Regions from separate parts of the Mus musculus genome. Here region 1 is linked to region 2. The links are chromatin contacts, called in public Hi-C maps. All regions are on one chromosome and are shown on one strand. Each heading gives the region's core, a stretch centred on a gene start, on an enhancer-like site or on the middle of the called end of the contact. The rest is flanking DNA. Distances are from core to core; before and after follow the strand shown. Region 1 overlaps Insc (INSC spindle orientation adaptor protein). Region 2 has its middle 18 kb from the start of Psma1.

Region 1 (5,427 bases), core at 1,807-4,306, 480 kb before region 2:
TGCTAAGCTATGCATGTTAAATTTCTCTTACATGAAGCTCCCTGGAGAAGGGCTTGTTCATTCATTACACGTCTCAGGGGATTCTGGATGGGAGAACATACACACAAGAGTATGGTTGTGTGTGCTCACATAAATAAGTACAGATGCTGACCAAGAACTGGTGGCTTTCTTTATCACTCTTCACCTTATTGCCTTGAGACAGGGCAATGACCTGAACTAGAAGGCTGCTGTTTGGATAGGCTGGACAGCCCAGAATGTGCCTGACTTCACTCCCCACCAACACACACCCCAATGCTGGGCTTACAGGCACTATGTGGCTATACCTGGAATTTTATATGGGTGATGAGAATTCTACCTAAGGTCCTCATGCTTGCAGACAAAGCACTCATACCCACTTAGCCATCCCCTCAGGCCACTAAACAGTTAATAAACACTTATTCATCCAATAACCACTTACAGAGCTCCTATAGTATACACTGTAATCATTGGCAGGAGAACCAATATAAATAAGATACCCATTTAGCCCTGCGTGCTGAAGACACTCATGATTGGATAAGGTGTCATATCCCCCATCAACTAAACTCTAAATCTCACTTAAGTAAATGAAGAAAAAGAATGTAAGTATTTCTCTATAACAGATCCCTACCATAGACAATTGCTGGAGGTGGGGTGGGGAAATGAGTTTATGAAATATAAGCCAGGGAAGAATTGATTCCTCAAAAGTAGGGGAGGCACCCGGAAATGAACCAGTTCTGAGCCTCAGTTGCCCAGGCTTGCATTGGAAGAATGAGCTTAGAGGGAACATGAAGCCACAGCATTCAATACTTCTGTAGCCCCAGTTCCCAGAAGAGTACAGGAATTTATATTCAACCTCATCTTAAAAATAACTACTGAATCACTCCTGTCTGCCTTTTCAAGGTCACACACCATGTTGTTGTGGATTTCTCATGGGAAACAGGAGAAGGGAGGGAACTTAATGCTAGCTTTGATTGGTCTGCCTTTTGGCTTAAACAACAGGAAAACATACAATTATCCCATTGACAATTACAGTCTTCACTCTTCACCACAGTCACAGAAAACGACCCTCAACGGCAGAACAGCAGCCACAGAGCAGAGTGCACATATGTAAGCCATTACTGACTCAGAGACAGGCTGACCTACAGTGGCCCCCACCGGGTCTCCATAGTAAGCTGGACAGCCAGAGAGGACCACTCATCACTAGTACAGAACACCCCGAGCCTTGGTCATCTCAAACTTCTGGTTAAACAGAATTCTCAAAACAAAGAGATTCATGCTCAGTGAAAGGTCCCAAGAGCTGCAAATCAAACTCAATCAGACGAAAGGGAAGTCACTGAATAGAGTGTGAGTTTCTTGTTGGCAGGGACCATATCCAACAAGGTCATTACTAGTCCTCAGCTACACTGTACCATACAAGGTCTGTGATTTACATTCAATAAATACGTGTACAGTAATTTCACAGGAGGCCAATAAACACAGGACTGCTTACGTGGCTGAGTATGTGATGTATTGACCCAAGAAAACTGGAAAAACAGACTGGCTTGAGTCTGACCAGCACTAAAAACATCCTGGTTCTTCTACTCAGAGGATGCTCTGGCATCCTCTCAAGCCTCAGTTTCCCCATGGGATAAAGACTTATCTGTGTTTCCAGTCTTTTTCTTTACAGAAAGATTTGTTACTGAGCTGATGGAAACATCACATTCTGGTGTCTTTAGCTGTGAAACCATCTGTGCATGTCCTCAGAGCCCCTCCTATCACTGCCTTTATTCAGAGAGAAGCTGGACAAAATGGATTTCCTAGAATGGGATGGTTACTGCTGCTGGCCAGCTTGTCTGGTTCTCAACCTTCCTCACGCTGTAACATTCAGTTCCTCGTGTTGTGGGGACCACCAACAGCTACATTATTTTATTGCTACTCCATAACTGTAATTTTTCTGCTGTTTTGAATCTGATATGCAGAGTATCTTATAGGCAACCCCAAGATGGATGGACTGCAACCCACAGGTTGAGAACCACTGGTAGAGTGTCCTAGGAGACCAACCTCTCCCCATGGCTATGGGCAAATTTCTAGATGGAATTGATTGATCTAGGAAGACACACCAAAAACATAAGCAGTAGTATCCTGTGGGTTTGAAGGAAACAGAGAAAGCAAGCTGAGTATCATTATTTATCTCACTTGTTCTCAACCTGTGGGTCACAGCCCTTCCAGGGCAAAACTACCATTCTACAGGGGTTAAAGACCATTGAAAACACAGATTTACATTACAATTCATAAGAGTAACAAAATTACAGTTACAAAGAAGTAATGGAAATAACATCATGGTTGGGGGGGAGCACAACCCAAGGAACTGTATTAAAGGGTCTTGGAACTGCAAGGTTGAAGACCACTGCTCTGGTCCTATCTGCTTCCTAGCTATGGACACAATATGATCAACTACTTCATGTTCCTGCTAACCTGTCTTCCCCTTCCACGGTCAGCACCCTCAAACTGTGACCCAAAATAAACCCTTTCTTCTTTAAGCTGGTTTTTATTGTTGTTTGTTTGTTTGTTGTCTCAGTAATGAGGAAGTAACTGATGCAAAGCATGGTTCTCTCAACAGGCATCACTCTTGAAACAGAAGAGGTCACAGGGCTGTACTGAGGCAGCATGGGCAGTGAGCTCTTACATGCTGAACACACAAGGAAGACAGAACATCTCCCTGGCTGGTCAGAATGGAAAGACTCCAGTCAGAGAGTGGCTGGTGGCTTCTGAAAATCCTTGCTTTGAGTTTACTCTTTCCCCTGAACTTCACTTTGCCTGCTGTGAAGTAGCGGAGCGGTCCCAGCCTACTGGCGTCTGTATTACTCTCCAGTGACAGAGCAAGGTGGAACCTAAAGTCCTAGTCACCTCGACCCATGAACCCGCTCTGATTCCAAAGCTCCCTGTGAGGTGAGATGAGCTGCCACCACAGAGCCAGCATCGAGATCCTGTTTAAGCATGCTCCCTCACACAAACACTGACCTCCACGGGGCTTCCCAACATCTATCCTGAACTTTGACCGCCACCTCAAAGGCTGCTTCATGGAGATAATAGTGATTGCATAGCCACGGTGAAAGCTCCAGGAGCAGCAACATCCTGTGTATGTAAGCCAATGAGGTGAGGGGGCGTGGATAAGGCCAGCCCTTGATCCAGCTATGAGGACTATAGTGCAGTTCACCACTAGAGAGGCCTCTGCGGCAAGTAATAGTAGTCTCTGCTACTGTCTCCCAACAATATAGTATCCAACTGAACAAACTAAACACTTCTAATATTCTGTAAGCATGAACTAGCTTTCTCTATGAGCAAAGTACAGCCTAGAACATGCATGATGGGTCCAGGCCCAGTGTTTTGTTTCACTTTGTTTCGTTATCTCCCAGTATTTTCTTATCTTTCTGTTTTAGTTTTTGTGTTTCTATTTCAAGATAGAGTTTCTTTTTGTAATCCTGGCTGTCCTGGAACTCGCTCTGTAGACCAGGCTGGCCGCAAACCCAGAGATCCACCTGCCTCAGGCTCCCAAGTGCTGGGATTAAAAGCATGTACCACCACGCCCAGTTATCACCCAGTACGTTCAATTAGCTTTGCAATGCTAGGTTAATAATATGCAAAAGCAAACACGCCTCTCTGTCTCTTGGACTGAATTACTACCCCATCAAAAATACAACACTCTAACCTCTTGCACAGCTCACAGCTCTTATGCCCAGTCCGAATGCCTGGAGTTCCCAAGGTGCCTGCTGGATAAGGCAAGCTAGATTCCTATATCCATGTTCATGCAATCTAACTTCTGCTTCCCCTTAAAACCTCTGAGAGCACTGGAAGCTGCAGAAAGGAAAAGAAAGGTCAGGGTGTAACCAAAGAGACATAAAGGCTAGCAAGATTTGACCTGACCATTCCTTTTATTCTATTCCTCATCTGAAGGAAATAACCAATTGAAGAGTTCCTGTGTGCCAGCAGGCTTTACCTTGCATCCTGTGTGTGTGTGTGTGTGTGTGTGTGTGTGTGTGTGTGTGTGTGTGTGTGTGTGTGAGACAGATAGACAGACACACAGAGAAAGAGATACAGAGACACACAGAGAAAGAATTTATATTTAAAAAAAACCCCGCTGATATAAGTATAAATTGTTCACGGTTCACAGATAAAGAAACTGAAGTTCGGTTATGGCCAAGAGCAGAATTAAGCTAGGGCAGTCTGGCCTCCTCTTCACTGTCCCAACCACTTCTCCAGCCCTGGAACAGGCTTTGTCTGAGCAGCTCAGGACCACATTGCCAGAAGTGCTGGTGTTTCACAACCCAATTTAATGTCACACAGGGCCAGGATGGGCAGATCAGCAGCAAGTAGACTGTACCCTCCCTACCAGGGCTTTACCAACTGTTTCAGGTTTAAATTCTGTCACCCACTAATGGGGGAGAAGGTCAGAAGAGAGGATCCCAGAAGAATTCTCTAACAATACCTAGACAGAGTAATCCTGGCATTAGCAGACATTTGTTAAATAGTAGTCTCTTACTTAGCTCTGATATGTTGCGTGTATTTATTTGCCTAGCCCTATACCAACCCTGCATGGTATGTATGGTCATTATATCCATCTTAAACATGAAGGGACTGGAGGACAGATGGGGCTCCAGAATTTTCACCAGCCACATGGTGAATAAGAAGTTAAAGCCAGGTAGCCACATACCATAGATGGCCATACTTGATCATCTTAGGAAAGCTCTACCACCAGCTACCTGAAGCCGAAGCAGCCACATCTCTCAGGCAGTCTGACAGCTATGTCTTACCAAGTCTGAGTTTCACCATATGGACTACAAACAAAGATATGACTTTTTATCATTTGCCTCTGGATGTACAGAAAACTTTAAGTTACACTTCTAATGGTGTTCTGTGTCCTAGGGAACATGCAAGAACTGTGTGTCAACTCCCTATACCTCTTCTAATGATGGCTTTAGGAGAGCCAAAGAGAGAGGGATTGACTCCACCCCACTAGAGAGTTTTAGCAAACAATTCATTCCTTTTCTTTTCTTCTCTTCTCTTTTCTTTTCTTTTCTTTTCTTTTCTTTTCTTTTCTTTTCTTTTCTTTTTTGAGACAGAGTTTCCCTGTGTAGCCTTGGCTGCCCTGGAATTCACTCTGTAGACCAGGCTGGACTTGCACTCAGAGATCCTCCTGCCTCTGCCTCCCAAGGGATCAAAAGTGTACACAGCCACCACCTGGATTGTCCTTTTATTTTAAAGAGTCACGTTATCTTCTGTGTACCCACATATCAACCATTATCTATTAATACATCTATCTATACAACACACACACACACACACATCTATTCAAAAATCAAATGAGCAGCATGGAAATGAATGTGAAGTAAGTCAGCTTCCCTGGCAGCTCTGGTGAAAAGTTCCAGATAC
Region 2 (5,494 bases), core at 2,858-5,357:
TAACTCCTGCCTGGGTGTCCCTGGGTGAAGTAGATGCATCTGTTCTGGGTCTTGATGAACAACACTGTTAAGAACATTGGTGTGGAAGTTGTCATATGTACTTGTTAATCTGCCTAGGGCTCATACTTAGGAGTAGAGTTTCACAGTCACGTGGTATCTCTAGGTTTAAACCTTCGGGAAACAGCTGGAGTGTACTTCAAAGCAGTTATACCCTCTTCATCACTGGCCGTGTATTTAAAGACTCTGCTTTCTCCGTGTCCTCTCCAAAACTTGCTATCCTGTGTCCTTTTTATTATAACTAGCATAGAAGGCATGAATTCAGCATCTCATTGTGGGTCTTGTTTTCATTTCTTTAATGTTTAACATTTTTCCATGTTCTTAAAAGTCATGTGTCTATCTTCTATGAAGAACTATCTAAGCTGTCCATTCTTTAATTGAGTTATCTCTACTGTTGAATTATAAAGCTCCTTATATGTTTCAAATACAAAGCCCTTATCCGATGTATGATTTGCAAATGTTTTCTCCCATTCTGCAAACTGTCCATTCACTTCCATGATGTTATTACTTATAGCATAAAAGTTCTAGTATAGGGCCAGGTATCATCATAAAGGACACACCTTTAATCCCAGCACTTGGGAGGCAGAGGAAGGCATATCTCTCTGAGTACTGGGCCAGCCTGGCTTACATAGTATGCTGGCTAGTTTTATATCAACTTGACACCACCTATAATCATCCAAAAGAAGGGAACCTCAAGTGAGAAATGACTTAGGTTGTATGCAGACAGCCTGTTGGCTATTGTCTTAATCAGTGGTTGATGGGAGAGAGCCCAGCCAATGTGAGTGGGTGCCATAGTGAGTTCTAGTCCAAAGGTAAAGTGAGATCCTATCTCAAAAGAAAAATTAATTTGTGGGCCGAGGAGATGGCTCAGTGGGTATGAGCACTTGCTTAAGAGTACTTGAATTTAGCTGCCCCCCAGTCCTGAGGCCTGGGGTGACTGGAAGAAAGACACCCAAGCACCCACCTAGACCCTGAAGCAGGTGTCACTATAATGAGCAAATAAGTGATAGAGAGATGGGGGGGATGGAAGCCAGGATGGAGAGATGGAAGAGAAAGCAAAGCTGGGCGGATTACACACTGTGGAAAGAGGCGATACTGGAGATGATACTGCAGTGAAGGACAAGTAGACATGAAGAGCTTGTGCTGATGTCTGGGTCTGGCTGCTGTAGCTGCGGGTCTCTGCTGATGTCTGTGGCCCATGGTGCCACCACAGTCCCTCCAGATGACAGTGGTCTGGGCTGCTGCCTGAGACCATGTTGATATCTGGGGGTCAAACTGACACTGGGGGCCAAACTGATCTGGGTGGCCTACTGAGGCCTTAGTGACATCCTGACCCAGACTGTCACCGAAGGCACTTGCAGTCAGGGCTGTGTTGATGGCCAAGGCCCATGTTACTACCAAAGGCCATTATGGTCCGGGCTGCCCCCAGGGGCCAGGCTGAGGTCTGAGCACTGTGCAAAGCTGTCCCTGCCCCTCGCCTGAAAGCTGTTTCTGTGGCATAGATGAAGGATAGCTGGCACCACCCCTCATCTGCCACACAACATCATGGGCCTAAAGAGATGCCTCCCAACCCCTTGCCACCTGTAGCTAGCAGGAGAGCTGGCCCCACCCATCAACTGCCACAACACTCTGGAGAGCTGGTCCTGCACATCGCCTGGGCAGCACAGTTGAACTAACGCTGGTGGCAAAGGCAAGGATGAGCCAGACCGGAGGTTATGTGAGAAGGACAGCTGGCCCAGTCCCTTGATGGCTGCAGCGTTGGGTGAGCTAGCAGGGCCAGTGCTGGAGAGCTCCCCCTAGTGGTGTGGATGCCCAAGAGCAAGCAGGCTAACCAGATCAGCTACCACCCAGACCCAGGTCCAGGGCTTTGAATTGGCCTGCCCCAGAATCTACCCCATCTATAAACTGCAGGAGAGCACGAAGGCCCTGGTTCTGCAGAACCAAAGCTTCAGGACCTCCATGACACAGGGCAATGACAGACTATCCAAGGAGTTCTCATGAGGATCTAGTAGTGATAGTGTAGCAGAAGCCTCAAACCAGACCAATGGCTCACTGCACTGAACATTTGCAAGTGAAGATGTGTGGACAAAGGAGTATGGTGTGGAACACACCATAACACACTACAGCTTCCACAATGAGACATTTTTGTTTTGTTTTGTTTTTACTTTTTATTTTTATTTTTTATTTCCTTTGGGGGACAATGTAGCAAGGGTAGGTAGGAAAGGACCAGGAGATGAGTGGGATTGGGGTGCATGGTAAGAAATTCACAAAGAATCAATAAAAAGTTAAAAGAAAAATAAATAAAATTTTAGAATATTCTTCCTAGGGACCACATGTGATCTTTGACACAGAGAAGGAGAACTCCTGCTCTAGAGGCGGACACTGTCAGTTTCTCCGAACCTCACTTTCCTCTCCTGTAAAATGGGTGAGAAAGGTTGAGTCCAAAGACGCTCCCATTTTTGTGCTGGTATTTACTGTGCAGATGTTGAGTGGAGAGCCCTGCAGCTTCCTTACTTATGTCAAGTCAGTAAAACCGGCTGCTTCTGGTTTGTTTGTTTTTTTGTTTTCCCCAGAGGAAGCCATCCTCTGGGACTTGAGGGAAGACTCAGCCAGAGCTCTGAGGAGTACAGCGGGGGTAAAGGTGACACAATACGGGAAGGAAACCAGCTCTTGAAAAGTAGTCAATTACCTTCAACAAGCTACCAACAAACTGGCAAGTTTGTCTTGTTTTGTTTTCAGGTAAGGCTGATTGCCAGCTTTTGGAAGATAAAGTGGGCTAGATGGCTGGGTTCTGGACAACCCCAAATGAGAGAGGAGAGGAGACGGTTAAGGTAATGTTAGCAACAAAAGAAAGCTTGCAACTGAGTGATTATCACCCAAGTCATCAAAAGGAACAAAAATGAGAAAAACACAACAAGGGATCTACCCTTGTCCTTTAAAGGCACTTCTACAACTGTATACTCCCTGTCCTTTGCCTTTTGAAAGGAAATGTCACAGGGCATAGTGGCACACTTACGTAGGCCCAGCACTTGGGAGGCCAAGAAAAGAGAATTATGAGTTCAAGGTCAGGCTGGTCTACAAACAGAGCAAGTCCCTCTCTCTGGGGTTGGTAGGTGGGGGTAATATTATAGAAGATTTAAAAATGAGGACAGGCTGAGTCTCTTTTAAAATGAGAGATAATTTATAATTTCAAAAACTTTAGCTGCAAGTCCTAAAGCAATTTAATGCATTTAATTATTTCTGGAATCTATTTTCACATGGTAAAAATATTGATAAAGGTAAGCTATGCCCCACACACACACACACACACCCTCCATTATATATGAAGTGAAGTGGCACAAGCCTGGAATCCCAGGATGATCAGAATTCAAGGATAGCCTGGGCAATTTGGCAAAGTCCTGCCTAAAAAATAAGTTAAAACGCTTTTGTGGGCCATGGGAGTGTGGCTGAGTGGTGGGTTCAGTTCTTAGAAATACACGCACAACAAACGACAGCACTTATGAGATATTTACACAATGAAGATAGCATATTCTCCTGACGAACGGAAACCAGCCACCCTGATGCCAAAAATCATGCTAAATTCTCTGCGTACTCCCCATAGAACATGTTGGCATCCTTTTAAATGAACAGCCCTCTTCTCAAGGAAAGGAGAAAATCCTAAGGGGCTCCACGGTCAGGACTCCAACTCTTTTCACCTTAGCAGGACTCGGAGTTCCCGCTTTCCAAGAGGCACCACGATGTGGGAAAGGCGAGTGTGGACAGTTAGGAAGCGGTATCAGAGCTCACAAACCCCTGCTAAATAGTCACAGGCCGGCTGGGCAGGGACTGTGTCAGTGAGAGCCACAAGGAAACTGAAGTGCTCCTGAGGCAGCTAGGCTGGCTGGTGGCCAGTCTCCTTCCTGGGTCAGAGAGGCTCGCACAGTTCTGTGAACACTGACCCTCCCCCACCCCGCACGAAAACCAAAAAAAAAAAAAAAAGCTCCCTGGACACAGGGTCTGTTTTCACCTTTGTAAGTGAAAAGATTGAACTAGATTTCCATAGCGGGTCAAGGGACAGAGGACAGTGAAGACCAGAGGAGTACGTGCTGTGTGCTGCGTCAGAAACTTGCAGGCTTGTTTGGAAAGACTGAAACTAAATAAAGACTTATTAGCATAAGACGAGCATTGTGAAATTTGGTCAAAGGATTTTATGCAATGATGCTCTTAAAAAAAAAAAAAGCCTTCATGGCGATGGAGAAAGTAGAGAAAATAGAGCATTTTATTTAAGGGAGGAAACTTGTTATGTATCAACTTGTATGTTTTATGCCAACTTAGACACTAGACCCTGGGAATGGTCTCCTGAGTTTGGCTTTCTCCCACGAAAGGAAAGTAAATTTCTTTTCACAAAGCTAAAGTGTACTTTTAAAAAAAATTCTTTAAAAAGAATAACCAACACTAGACAACTTAATCTTTTTTTCTCCTTTTTACCAGTCTTCCTCTTTAGCTGGGCTTATCTTCAGACGTGCTAAGAGGAAAGGCTGACGTCTAGCCACACTTGGTTCCCTTTTTGCTTTTGTAACATTTTTTTCTCACATTTCCTCTATGGTGCTAGTATTTTATTGTCCCATTGCAAGCCAAATAGCATCAATTTTTAGTGAGAAAGCAATTATGGAACTGAAAAACAGACATTGACACGCAGAACTGGTGTGCTTTCTGCTCTTGGCATGTGGGTGGTCTGGGCTTATTTTCTAGAAGGGTGCACTGAACCTCTGAACCATGACATCGAGGCAGTGATAGTGCACCTCTCCTGGGGACAGACTCTTTCCCAAGCGCCTGTAGTGCACTGTGTCTTTCAGAGGAAAGAGCCCTGAGGACTGGTTCCAACTGGGAGGAGTGTTACCCAGGCTAGCCAGAGACAACATGGCTGGATGCACAGGCCCCGTGTTCATGATCTTTGTCCACCACAAGGAGACAGGGTCACGGTGCAGAAGGCAACTCGGTGCATTTATACAGAGGAGCATGTAGGGAGGCTGAAGACAAGAGCTGAGGGGCGGAGAGGGTCAAAGGAAGAGACCAAGTTGTGAAGCCACAAAAAGAAGCCTGTGTCAGAGTGGCCTTTTATGTTGACTGCTGAGAGGTTCCGCTTAGAGCAGCCGCCCATCACTCCAGGCCGAATGCGGCAAATCAGCAAAGGGAGAGCTATTTTTATTTTTTTTAGATACTTCCTTTTCACCTCAACGATCTTTTTAAATTCTTCCTTCCCTAAGTAGTGTCTTTAAGCTCCGTTCTTTACAGCTCTAATTTATGTTTCTTTTTTATTTCTCTTTCCTTTCTTCTGAGAACTCTCCTCTTCGAGATCTATAAAACCAAACACTTTGCAATGCTCCCCTTTGCTCATGGACTCTGATCTAGAAACCAGAAAGTTGTTTCTTGTCTTTCTTTTATTGTTTATTTACTG

Evidence for each region. A called contact is a pair of places that touch in the nucleus more often than the background predicts.
Region 1: a Hi-C map of liver shows a contact between it and region 2, with 4 times the contacts expected there. The contact joins two enhancer-like sites. A contact is called at or near these places in 1 of 484 Hi-C or Micro-C datasets (liver) and 1 of 9 other capture datasets (embryonic stem cells).

What each region holds. Positions count from the first base shown.
Region 1 is chr7:114,769,685-114,775,111 of GRCm38.p6, reverse strand. All of the region lies in intron 2 of Insc (INSC spindle orientation adaptor protein), which reads right to left. Among named protein-coding and RNA genes, the nearest start is that of Insc, 27 kb to the right of the region's middle. Within about 2 kb of position 3,056, at least 6 of the 459 cell types and tissues checked have an H3K27ac peak or open chromatin away from gene starts, as enhancers often do. A contact at or near this core is called in liver, where this site is marked.
Region 2 is chr7:114,291,249-114,296,742 of GRCm38.p6, reverse strand. No RefSeq gene overlaps it. Among named protein-coding and RNA genes, the nearest start is that of Psma1, 18 kb to the right of the region's middle. Within about 2 kb of position 4,107, at least 202 of the 459 cell types and tissues checked have an H3K27ac peak or open chromatin away from gene starts, as enhancers often do. A contact at or near this core is called in liver, where this site is marked.